4 separate regions of the Mus musculus genome follow, and all the other regions are linked to region 3. The links are chromatin contacts, called in public Hi-C maps. All regions are on one chromosome and are shown on one strand. The core of a region is the stretch at or near the end of the contact, and the rest is flanking DNA. Distances in the headings are between cores, read along the strand shown.

Region 1 (2,700 bases), core at 17-2,516, 320 kb before region 3:
GCCAAAGCTCCATAGCAAGACCCCGTGTTAAAACACAAAAACAAATAAACACAACAACAACAAAACCTAAAACAAAAACAAAAAAATCAAGGTAAGCAACTCTTGAGGTGTAGGTGTGACAGGACACCTGGGGTTGTCCTCTGACTTTCACGTGTGCAATCACACAAATGCACAATTCAAGGGAGCTGAACTATAGATGCAGTCAGCCTAGGTACCTGCTGATGGATGAATGGATAGAGAGTGTCACACACACACAACATACACTCACTCATGCACACTCACATATACATACAACATACATTCGCTCATTCACATACTCACACAACACATACACACACAACACACACACACACGCACGTGCACACACACACACACACATACACACACACACAAATACTGCTTTTTTTAAAGACAGCTTCCTCTGTGGCCTAGGCTGGCTTCAAATGCCTCCTCCTCTTCCTCCTCCTCCTCTTCCTCCTCCTCTTCTTCCCCCTCTTCCTCTTCCTCTTCCTCCTCTTCCTCTTCCTCCTCCTCCTCTTCCTCCTCCTCCTCCTTCTTCTCCTCCTCCTCCTTCTCTTCCTCCCTGTCCCCTGATGCCAGGATTTCAGGTTAGGATCACCATGTTTGGCCTAAAACTTTAAGTTTTGTTTTGTTTTGTTTTGTTTTGTTTTGTTTTGTTTTGTTTTGTTTTGTTTTTTTCTTTCATCGGCCCTCTAGTGTGCAGCTGCCCTAGCAGGAAGAAGGGTGGCAGGAAGGGGTGGCTCTGTGACAGCCTGGCCTCCGAAAGTGGCGGCTTCTCAGTGGTTTTAAAGGTCACTTGCTGACCTGACCGTTGCTGAGACTGAGGAAACACACACAGGAAGTGTTATGCAAGTGAGCAGAGAGACTCACAGGCTCCTGCCAGGAGGTCTGAGCCGATGCTTCGTGCTTTGTGCCACCCTGTACAGGTTCCCACCTCAGGAGCCCTCCAGTACCACAGCTGTGGCCACAGCCTGGCCGGATGACAGACAGTCCTGTGTGTGTCCCCCCCCACACTGAGCTGACAGCTGAGGACTGGACAGGATGGCACCAGTCTCCACCAGCTAGGGACTTTTCAGAGCAGGTATCATGAGAGCTACTAGAGGACTTGTGACTTTTGTCCCACAGTCAAACTTCAGGATTGCACAAACCACCAGCCTGGAGTGACCTTGCCTTGTGGGGAAGCAAGAGGAGCCCAGGCTCCCACGCAGACAGTAAGTCCACAAGGGTACAGAGTACCAGCGCTCTGAGAGCTTAAAATACACCCACAGGAGGAGTGAGGCCGGCTGGCTGCTCACCTTGGATCTGCACAGCACAGAACAAAGGGAGCCCTGCCTTCGTGACAGACAAATCCAACCCCAAAGTCCCTTTTCACACACATAGCCCTCATTGGCCAATGGCTCTTTGGCCTTCCCCTCTTCTTCCTCTTCCTCCTCCTCTTCCCCCTCCTTTTCCTCCAGGCTGACAAGCAGACAGACCCAAGGTCACCCCATGTCTATACTAGCCTGACAGCCAGATGGCCTCCTTCATCACCCAGCCTTCTCTGCAGGCTACATCCCAGATAGGCTGGGAGCTGACCCAGCATCTTAGAAAATTCGAAAATTTACCCTTTCCTCTCCCTACCCCCACCCCGCCGCCAGCAAACCCAGGTCACTCCAGTTCTAATCTCCTACTCGCTTCTGCTGAGTCTGCACTGGTTTGGGACTAGATGGACCAAGCCCTGAGCTCTTTCTGCAATATTCCACATTTGACCACAGTAGGTCACCATGTGCTATAGAGGTGGCAGGGCCTAGCCTGGTTTCTATATCATTAAAAAGAGTTGCAGATGCCTTCCACTGGCTTTTGGTAACTCATCCAAAATCAGGAAACAGGAAGAAAACTGAGCTCCTGGAACTGTGGCCCCTCCCTCTCTTCCACCTGGATTATATGTTTCCTGTTCGTACATAGAAACTTCCAGAATGGTCAACATGGTGATGGGTGAGCCGGGCGTGGTGGCGCACGCCTTTAATCCCAGCACTTGGGAGGCAGAGGCAGGCGGATTTCTGAGTTCCAGGCCAGCCTGGTCTACAAAGTTAGTTCCAGGACAGCCAGGGCTATACAGAGAAACCCTGTCTCGAAAAACCAAAAAAAAACCAAAAAACAAAAAAAGATGGTGATGGGTGATGGGAACCGGTTTGACCATCAGCAAAGCTGGAGTGGTATTGGATGGGACGGTTTCAAAGTCACCAGGCTGACCTCAGAGCATCAAAGTGTGATCTTTTGACAGTGCAGGCTGATACTTTGCAGATAGTGCACGGTGGGCACGCTTTGTGAAAGTACTCTAGCCAGCATACTCCTGCTAAGTCAGCCAGGACACTACATGAGAAAGACGTAGCCCAAGGCCAGCACGCAGCTGCTGTGTGAGGACAGGAGTGACAGGGTACCATTCTGGGCATCTAAATATAATAGGCAATAAGCTTGAGTCACTCAGACTTAGACTTTATGAGCCAGCCATGCTTTGATGGCATACCAGGTCACAAACAGTTCTCTTCCTTGGGCTACACAGGCCCATCCTCTTGTTAGGTCCTCTCACACTCCCTCTTCCATCACATAAAACAGGATGATAAACCTGAACCATGATGACTAGAGATAGCAGATAGCAGCTACCTGAAGGAGACCCTGGACCAGGGCAGATATAACTAT
Region 2 (2,700 bases), core at 37-2,536, 340 kb before region 3:
AAGTCTGAAGGACAGGCAAGCACATTCAGGACAGAAGAAAATCTTGTTATCAGGAGTCCACTCCTGTGACAATGGAAAGAGCCCTCTTGACACTGTCAGAATGGCATAAAAAACAAATGTCAAATGAGTGTTAGGAAACAGAGTCAAACCAAAGCTGAGCATTTGTCCTATAACAAATATAGGTCAAAAAACAATTATCAGACTGGAAAGATGGCTCAGTGGTTAAGAGCACTGACTGATCTTCCAAAGGACTCAAGTTCCATTCCTTGCACCTACTGTGACTAGCAACTGTTTCTAACCCCAGTTCCGGGAGGTCAGTGTTCTTTTCTGGCCTTCATGATCACCGCACAAACATAGTTGCATAGATATACATGCAGGTGAAACACCAATACACATAAAAATTAAAAATAAACATAATTATCTGGTTCTCCCCAGTTTCAAGGCATGCTGGGAGATCCCTTTGTTGTTGTTCAGGAAGCTCACAGCTGCTGGCTACTCCAGATCCAAGCAATCTAACCCCTCCCCCCTTTTTGTCGTCACGCGCACACAAACACGCATGCGGGCACACTCTCATGCACCACATGCGCACACACAAACATAATAAAAATAAAAGATTTCTAAGATATTTAAGACGACTATGGCAATTCGTGATGTGTAAGCAAAAATCACATCAAACATGTGCTTTATAAGAGAGTTTGCTCAGGATTACAAGAAGGCAGAAAACACTACTTCTGTTGGAAAGTAAGGAAAATAATATAGAGGAGAAAAGGATGTGGCAAATATTAAAATGGTAATTCCAGATGCCTGAGGTGAGGAGCGCTGCCATTTGGCTTAATGACCCTCTTCCTAGAGAAAATCCAGGCTCGTGGAGGAGACCCAACTTGTCCACATCCCCATATAATTGCATCATTAGCTTGATAACATCATTTTTAAACCCCAGTGAATCACCCTAACACCACACTGGAGAGTAACTGCTTTGTACATTCCCATACCTTAGATGAAAACCCTTTCTATAAAAAATACGACTTTTTGATACGATCTTTTTCTGTAAATATAAGCATAGTCTTTGACATAAATACAATTCAAGGCATAATGTAGTAACTAGTGGTGTCTCAGAGGGCTCTGTGATAGGTCCACAGGGATCCTGATGTCGACAGACAACACCTAACACACTAGCTGCCAGTTCACAAGAAGCCTTTTTTCTTTTTGATGTCCTTCAGGGCTGAGTTTCACAACCGTGGTGACTTTTGTCAGCATTTCTGGGAAACGGAGGACAAGCTTATGAAACAGTACAGCAGTAACAGAAGCCAATGACATGCATCCAAGAGGAGCAGTACAAATGGCAGTACATATGAGGGGTCTCATACTGCCTCATTTGGAAGTAGAATCTTCCGAGCATAAATGCAAATATGTGTCAGGTAGATGCAAATTTATGGGGGAGATATGCAAATTTGCCTCATAAGCCTCAAAGGAGGAAAATACACCCATATGTTTTTTTTTTTCTTGTTTGGGTGGGGCTTCGTGCCAGGGATCAAATTCAAGGTTTCTTAGGCAAGTACTCCACCACTAAACTATAGCCTTGCCCTGGAGTTTTTCTCTTAGAACCAGACTGCAACATCCTTTTAGGACCTTTTGTTGCAGTATGCAACCTCACCAACATGCTCTCCAGAGAGATACAACGTAATTCAGACTTCAGAAGGTCTCAGCATTCAGTCAGCTACATATTTAAGTGACCCGGAAGAGGCATGGGCTGTTGAAGACCTCTGACACACTGGATAAGTTTCTAGCCAGTGAAGCCTCTGAACTCAGAACTGAGTGGCGACATGATGCAGACTCTGCGGCTGTGCTACCTCTGTCTGTCCAGGGTTGGCTTTGGAGGAGGCAGGAGTGATAAGTGCTCAAGGTCTCTTGGCCTCCAGAGTGGCTGAAACTTTGAAATAACGATGTTTTTATCCACACAGATTTGTGGATGAGCCGTTTGTGGTGATTCGCCACCAGCGCATCCTCCCTCCACGGGAGCAGGACGGGGAGTGTTGGTGGGTGAGGGTAAGAAAAGACTAGGTCAGAGACAGGGTCCTGCCTTGTGTCTAGCAGTATATCATGATAGAAAGGAAAAACAGCTACAAACTTAAAACAGCCTAGACTAATAATACACAAGGACTAGGAACGCTGATCTGATGTCACTTGGCCTCTGCACACTGCCCTGCTGTACTTTCTGCAAGTGACTTGTTGTAAATAACACCCAGATACAGAACTGGAGGGGTGGGAGAAGGGAGAAGTCATTGCCATCTCTCCAGCCCACCACGCATGCGAGCAAACAGATGAGCAAAGGCAGGTATGGCCTTAGACTCACCCCTGACAGCTATTCTTGGCTGTCAACTTGAATGCAACCAGAATTAGCCCAAACCAAAGCAGCTGAGTTCACCTGTAAGGTTTTTTTTTCCCCTGAAATCATTTGAAGTGGGAAAGACCCACTTTTAATTCAAATCTTGTGACGTTGGATGATACACCTTTAACCCAGATCTTTTGACGTAGGAAGAGCCACCTTCAATCTGGGCCACACCTTCTGCTGGCAGCCTATATAAAGGACATGGAAGAAGGAAGCTTGCTCTTTACCTGATTGCCCTCACTCTCACTGGCAAATCCATTCCTTCACTGGCATTAGAGCTGACTTCTTTAGGATTCTGGGATACACTGAAA
Region 3 (2,700 bases), core at 57-2,556:
AAACCTCCCCTGGGACAGAAAGAGGGCTTCTCCTGCCAACGCATCATCACCGTGTTTGTAGTGCTGGCCTAGGGTTTGGGCTGGCCTTGCTCGTGCCTCTGTGGAGCAGAGTACATAGCCTGATGCACACTTGCCTGTGTTGGTCACTCCCTTAGCCCATACAAAGGAAGAATGAAAACCTGGGAACCATGAATCTTGTTGCTTGCCACACTAGAGGGAGGCTCACTCTGACTTCTCAATATGGGCCTTGAAGGTTGCCTCCCATTGGGAGACTTGAGCCTGCTCCCCCCCTCCCCCGCCCTCCCCCCTCCCCCCTACACACACGCCCAGGTCCATCTCCTCACCCTCTCAGTTCTACCTGCCAGGCTATCCAGTAGTGCTTTTTCTCTGGTTCATTTAGGTATTGCTTGCTGTGCCTTAGAAATGTTGTGGTGTTAACAGTTTTTATTGTCTTGCTTCAAACACATGTATCTTGGTTTCATTGTTAACTTATTTTTAGTCTCTTGATGACAACTCCTTCCATTACATGAAGGCTAAGGGAAAATGATTATTTTAGTCATTGTCTCTCAGTTTCTGTTTCTTTTTGTTAAGTATGTTTCTCTTATTTTCTTAAAAGGAAAGGGTGGAGGGTTGAACAAATGCCAGCAATCCCAGAAGAGTAAATCAAAAGCAACTTTTCTTTTTCATTGCAGTAGAAAGCCAGATAAATGCGTATTTTTTTTTCCTGCTTCAGGTCAGAAACCCTTCCCTTGTCAAAAATGCGATGCCTTCTTTTCTACCAAATCTAACTGTGAGCGGCACCAGTTGCGCAAACACGGAGTTACCACCTGCTCCCTGAGAAGAAACGGGCTTATTCCCCCAAAAGAGAGTGATGTTGGATCCCATGATAGCACAGGTAGAAACTCTAGGTGATGGAGAACCAGAGAGAGGAGGGTGCTCCCCAGAACTCGGTTAAGGCTGTGTAAGCTGGGGCGGAGCACTGAGCAGCTACAGCTCAGGGGGCCTAGCCCCTGCCGAGACTGTGTGAGCTGGGGAAACAGTGTCAGTGCCCCAGGGGACTTTGCAGCTGCCAGGGGGGGATCCAGCACCTTCCTTCCTAAAATTGCCATTGCTCTGATCCTGGAAGATAGGATGAGCCGGATATTGTGCGCTTTCGGCTCCTGACTTAAACCCCTGAAGGAAACACGAAGCTCTGAAGTCTGGGGGACCCAGATCCTGCAGCTTTCGTGAGCAGCCCTTGCCCAGTGGACTCAGTACTGCAAGAACTGTGGCCCTCCAAGCTTTTAGTTGGGAGGCGGGTTGAGGCGGGGCAAGGCGGGGCTTTTCTTCTCAATAACTCCTCCCTGTATAAATCTGTCCTTGTTTGAGACAGCACTGTGCATGTCCTTCTTAATCACAACTCTGCTTGACCTGTCCGGGTATTATGCTCCTGTGCTGATGTGTGCCTCCTCCCTCGGCCCTTACAGAGTAATTAACGCTGCTCCGTTCCTTTTCTGCCCGCTGCCCCCATCACCTTCTGTATTTACTCAAGTCCTCTATTTAATACACTTCCATGGTCTAACTGCTAGAGTTTGCTAGCCCTACCAAAACACACCGTACAAAAAAGTAAGCTGCCTCAGGCCACTTGGTAGCAGTAGCAGGGAGGGCATTGCACACACAGGCTTCAGGCTCCGTGGGTGTTGAAAGTTAGCGTTTGCCCATTTCTGGGATCCAAGCCAGCCTCTAATGTGTTCATCTAGGGTTGCAGTTGTCTCTCGTGACTTCTCAAACTTTGGTGGGATGGAGTGCTGTGTAGTTTGGAGAGTGGCACCCTGAACCTAGGAGTCAGTGTGGATAGAGTGACAGTCATTGATTCCAACCCCTGACCCCCTTGTCCTGACCTCAGTGTTGACACATCACAGTGGACTGGCTATCTGGGAGAGCTGACCCCAGTGGGTAAGACACCTTTACCCTTCCCACCACACTGCTTATTCAGACCAGTGAGAGCAATGGAATGCCTTGGGCTTGCTGGGTCCTTCTGCCCAGGTTAGACCCTCTTGTTCGGGCAAGAATGCCACAGCTGGTTTGCTAACCACACTGCACCCCCAACCCCCAACTTCTATTTCCACACAATTCCCTAGGATCTGGGAGTGAGGACAGGTAGCCTGCAATGGTTGAGTCCCTGTGAGCTAAGCCTGATCCGCTTCCCAAGCGGCTGGAAGCCCAAGGCACTGCAGCAGCTGTCTTTGCCACAGACCATCCTGATAATGTTTAACCATCATTGCCACAGTACCCATTAGACTGGAACATTTTCTTACAGCCTGCTTTACAGAAAGGTCCTGTGATTCTCCCCAAACCAGTTCAAAAGGGAAGGCAGCTGACAGGGGGGGGGGTGCTTTGGGGTGGGAACCCATGTCCTCAGAAGAGTCTCAGGCACTGTACCCTGCTCATCCAGGAGGCTGTTCACAGGAACTCTGCTGACGCCAGAGCTCGGTCAGAATTTATGGTTTGAGCTTAGCTTTGGCACAAGTGTTAGCCTGTGGGCGTATTTATTTTTTAAGTTTACAATTACAGGTTTTCTTTTTCCAAGGCCCTGCCCCAGAAGTTATATAGATTTTCTTAAAGGCACAAAGCCTCTTAGAAAAGAACTATCAAAGAGAGAAGTGTTTGGTTTAATTGTAGATACAGCCCATGGTGAGAGAGAGAGAGGACAGGCTGAGG
Region 4 (2,700 bases), core at 150-2,649, 430 kb before region 3:
ACGCACCATTCACACGGTACTGGGGATTGAATCCACGGCCTCATTCATACTAAGTGAGCATCTACCAACTGAGCTCTATACCTCCAGCCCAACCTTTCACCCTCCCTTCTTACCCTTGCCAACTGCCTTTCGGCTGTCTGTCTCTGAATCTGAGTACTCTAATATCTAACACAAATGGAATAATAAAATATTTGCCCTCTCCCCTCCCCCTCTGCACCCTGCTTCCCTTCTTGATGATAAACCTTCTTTATATTAGGTCGGTCTCATGACTTGATTTCTCAGAGGGAACGCTTTGGTGTGGGCCTGCCCTGGCACTTCCTTCAGCCACAAAACAAACAGTTGTTACACTGTTAATCATTATTTTGGAATAATGACCCTCAGAGTGTCTTCATATGTTTTTTGTTGTTGTTTAATAGCTAAGTAAATTTAAAAATGAGTGCCCTGACTGTAAATGCAGTTCATTAGGCTAGATTCCCTATCAGAGTGAATGAGGCAACCTTGGCTTTCTGAAATGATCCGAGAATCTGTCTTGGCCAGTCAAGGACAAAAGAAACACAAGGTTTCTGCAGAATCTCTAGCTGACTTTCACTTTTAGGAGCCTCACAAACACTTAAAGAAAAAAAAGCTAAATGAGGGTGGAATGAGTTAACTAGGGAAGGAGGGGAGGGGAGGGGAGGGGAGGGGAGGGAAGAGGGAGAGGAGAGGAAGAGGAGAGGGACAGGAGAGGGAGGGGAGGGAGAGGGAGGAAGAGGAAGGGAGAGGGAGGGGAGGGGGAGGGGAGAGGGAGAGGGAGAGAGGGAGGGGAAAGGGGAGAGGAGGGAGGAGAGGGAGGAGAGGGTGAGAGGAGAGGGAGAGGGGAGGGAGAAAGGAGAGGAGAGGGAGAGAGGAGAGGGGAGGGAAGAGGGGAGGGGAGGGGAGAGGGGAGGGGAGGGGAGAGGGGAGGGGAGGGGAGAGGGGAAAGAGGAGAGGGGAGGAAGGGAGGGGAGGAGAGGAGAGGGGAGGGGAGGGGAGGGGAAGGGAGGGGAGGGGGAGGGGAGAGGGGAGAGGAAGGGAGGGGAGGAGAGGGGAGAGACAATGTATCACTGATCTTTGGGTCTCTGTGATTGTATTCAGAAAGTTTCCTGCAACCAGGAGCCAAGTTCCTGGAGATAACTCTGTGTGTGTGTGTGTGTGTGTGTGTGTGTGTGTGTGTTACAAATTCCCGGGACCTCATATCTTAGGGTGGGCTTTTTCTACCCATTCTTCCTTCCAAAAAACGCAGCAGTCATATTTCAAGTAGCACGGATCTCAGAAATCTCCAGCCTTTGTCTCAGTTTAGCATAATTTATGAAATCAAGCATAGCTGAGGGCTGAGCAGAGCGGCCTAGCTTTCCGACATCAGGCAGGGTGTCTCGGCCTGCAGCAGGTGTGGCAGCCGCTCGGATTATTTGTTTTTCCAGGTCAGGTTGGCATATTTCTAGCCTTGAGCTCCGAGCAAATGTTTAAATTTCATTTTCAGTCATCTGGCGTTCCTTTCCCCAGCATCAAAGGCAGGCCCCTGCATGCTACCCTCCTAGATCCTCTGTCTTCGCCCGGGGCTGATGGGATACAAGAGATGGGAGGAGAAGAGAAAGTAAGGGCTGGGCGGGTGCTTTACAGATCTTCCTAGGAGCCGCTTCTCCGCCACATCATATTCATCCTCCGCACTCACTCTTCTCTGAGGGCTTGCTTTGCCCCAGCACTGAGTATTGGACTTGTTTATGCAGCTCAGCAGTCGCTCTTTGTGGTTGCTATAGCAACCACCAGGGGTCAGTTTATAAAGGGGGAGGAAGTCCGCTTTGGGGGAGGCAGATTTCCAGCTTCTGTGCAAAGCACAGCAGAAAACAAAAGCCCAAATACCCCGGAGGAAACACGCGGGAAAAGCGTTCTACCAGTCCAAGCATCGTGCTGGGCCTGAAGAGTCACGATCCACTGCCGCATTTCTTCCCTGCAGAAAGACCATTCCAGCTAGTGGGAGCAAGAAAGCCTCACCCTTGCATTCCCCAGATTACTCTCTCTTTCCTTCTCCTTCTGCCCTTTGGCTTAATGGCCTAAAAGCATCTGTGAGTGAACTCTCTGGCAACTACGCGTTAACTGAAAACCAGAGGCTACAAATGCTGTTCCGTTCATCTTTTTCGTAGAGACAGAGGCACCAAGTCACTGGAACCACAAATGGTGTCAAGGTCCAACCTTGACCTTAACCAAGTCTCTGTTTAGAACACCCTGGGGAGAAGGTCTCAGGATGCCCACACAGCGGAGAAGTTTTAGCACTAACTTGCTTAGCTGACCAGACTTAGCAGATTAAGAGGACCAACTAAATATGATTTTCAGAGACAAGTGATAAGAGAAAATCTGAGTTGAGTTCATTTCAACAGTTAATTTGGCCAGAAAGAAGGTTCTAGATCCAGGCAGCTCTCTAGTGGGAAGCCAATTCAGAATGTCTTCAACAGTTTGCACAGACTGCGTTCATAGCCAGAGAAAAGGAAGTGACCTACAGAAACAGCTTGCTTAGTTAGAGTCAGCATGGACCCACGCGGTTGAGTTTGGCAGTGCGTAGCCTCTGATTGGCTCCACTGCATTACTTGGTTATCAGAAAACGCTCTTAGGTTACGGCTTGCTTTCATATCAACCTAGATTTCAGTTCACCATATATGGAGACCGTCTTGGGCCAAATTTTAACAT

What was found. Hi-C and Micro-C count contacts between places; a contact is called where the count stands out from the background.
Region 1: a Hi-C map of liver shows a contact between it and region 3, with 5 times the contacts expected there. The contact joins two enhancer-like sites. A contact is called at or near these places in 2 of 15 datasets of contacts at CTCF or cohesin (large pre-B cells and pro-B cells), 16 of 484 Hi-C or Micro-C datasets (B cells, the C2C12 cell line, the G1E-ER4 cell line and 10 more) and 3 of 115 datasets of contacts at active chromatin or transcription factors (double positive thymocytes, large pre-B cells and liver).
Region 2: a Hi-C map of liver shows a contact between it and region 3, with 4 times the contacts expected there. The contact joins two enhancer-like sites. A contact is called at or near these places in 2 of 15 datasets of contacts at CTCF or cohesin (large pre-B cells and pro-B cells), 14 of 484 Hi-C or Micro-C datasets (the G1E-ER4 cell line, the HPC-7 cell line, beige adipocytes and 10 more), 4 of 115 datasets of contacts at active chromatin or transcription factors (acute myeloid leukemia, double positive thymocytes and embryonic stem cells) and 1 of 9 other capture datasets (embryonic stem cells).
Region 4: a Hi-C map of muscle stem cells shows a contact between it and region 3, with 2.3 times the contacts expected there. The contact joins two enhancer-like sites. A contact is called at or near these places in 4 of 15 datasets of contacts at CTCF or cohesin (the G1E-ER4 cell line, embryonic stem cells, large pre-B cells and 1 more), 61 of 484 Hi-C or Micro-C datasets (B cells, the BV-2 cell line, the C2C12 cell line and 25 more), 11 of 115 datasets of contacts at active chromatin or transcription factors (cardiomyocytes, double positive thymocytes, embryonic basal ganglia and 7 more) and 2 of 9 other capture datasets (embryonic stem cells and liver).

The regions. Positions count from the first base shown.
Region 1 is chr13:37,619,110-37,621,809 of GRCm38.p6, forward strand. The region is part of intron 3 of Gm40915 (a long non-coding RNA gene); the gene reads right to left. Among named protein-coding and RNA genes, the nearest start is that of Gm40915, 7.1 kb to the right of the region's middle. Within about 2 kb of position 1,267, at least 179 of the 459 cell types and tissues checked have an H3K27ac peak or open chromatin away from gene starts, as enhancers often do. A contact at or near this core is called in liver, where this site is marked.
Region 2 is chr13:37,602,510-37,605,209 of GRCm38.p6, forward strand. No RefSeq gene overlaps it. Among named protein-coding and RNA genes, the nearest start is that of Gm47754, 23 kb to the left of the region's middle. Within about 2 kb of position 1,287, at least 25 of the 459 cell types and tissues checked have an H3K27ac peak or open chromatin away from gene starts, as enhancers often do. A contact at or near this core is called in brown adipocytes and liver, where this site is marked.
Region 3 is chr13:37,940,810-37,943,509 of GRCm38.p6, forward strand. Rreb1 (ras responsive element binding protein 1) reads left to right here. Exons shown (of 12, transcript NM_001177869.1): 10 at 734-895. Among named protein-coding and RNA genes, the nearest start is that of Gm52041, 24 kb to the right of the region's middle. Within about 2 kb of position 1,307, at least 34 of the 459 cell types and tissues checked have an H3K27ac peak or open chromatin away from gene starts, as enhancers often do. A contact at or near this core is called in brown adipocytes, liver and muscle stem cells, where this site is marked.
Region 4 is chr13:37,512,627-37,515,326 of GRCm38.p6, forward strand. The region is part of intron 2 of Gm30863 (a long non-coding RNA gene); the gene reads right to left. Among named protein-coding and RNA genes, the nearest start is that of Gm29590, 5.3 kb to the left of the region's middle. Within about 2 kb of position 1,400, at least 100 of the 459 cell types and tissues checked have an H3K27ac peak or open chromatin away from gene starts, as enhancers often do. A contact at or near this core is called in liver and muscle stem cells, where this site is marked.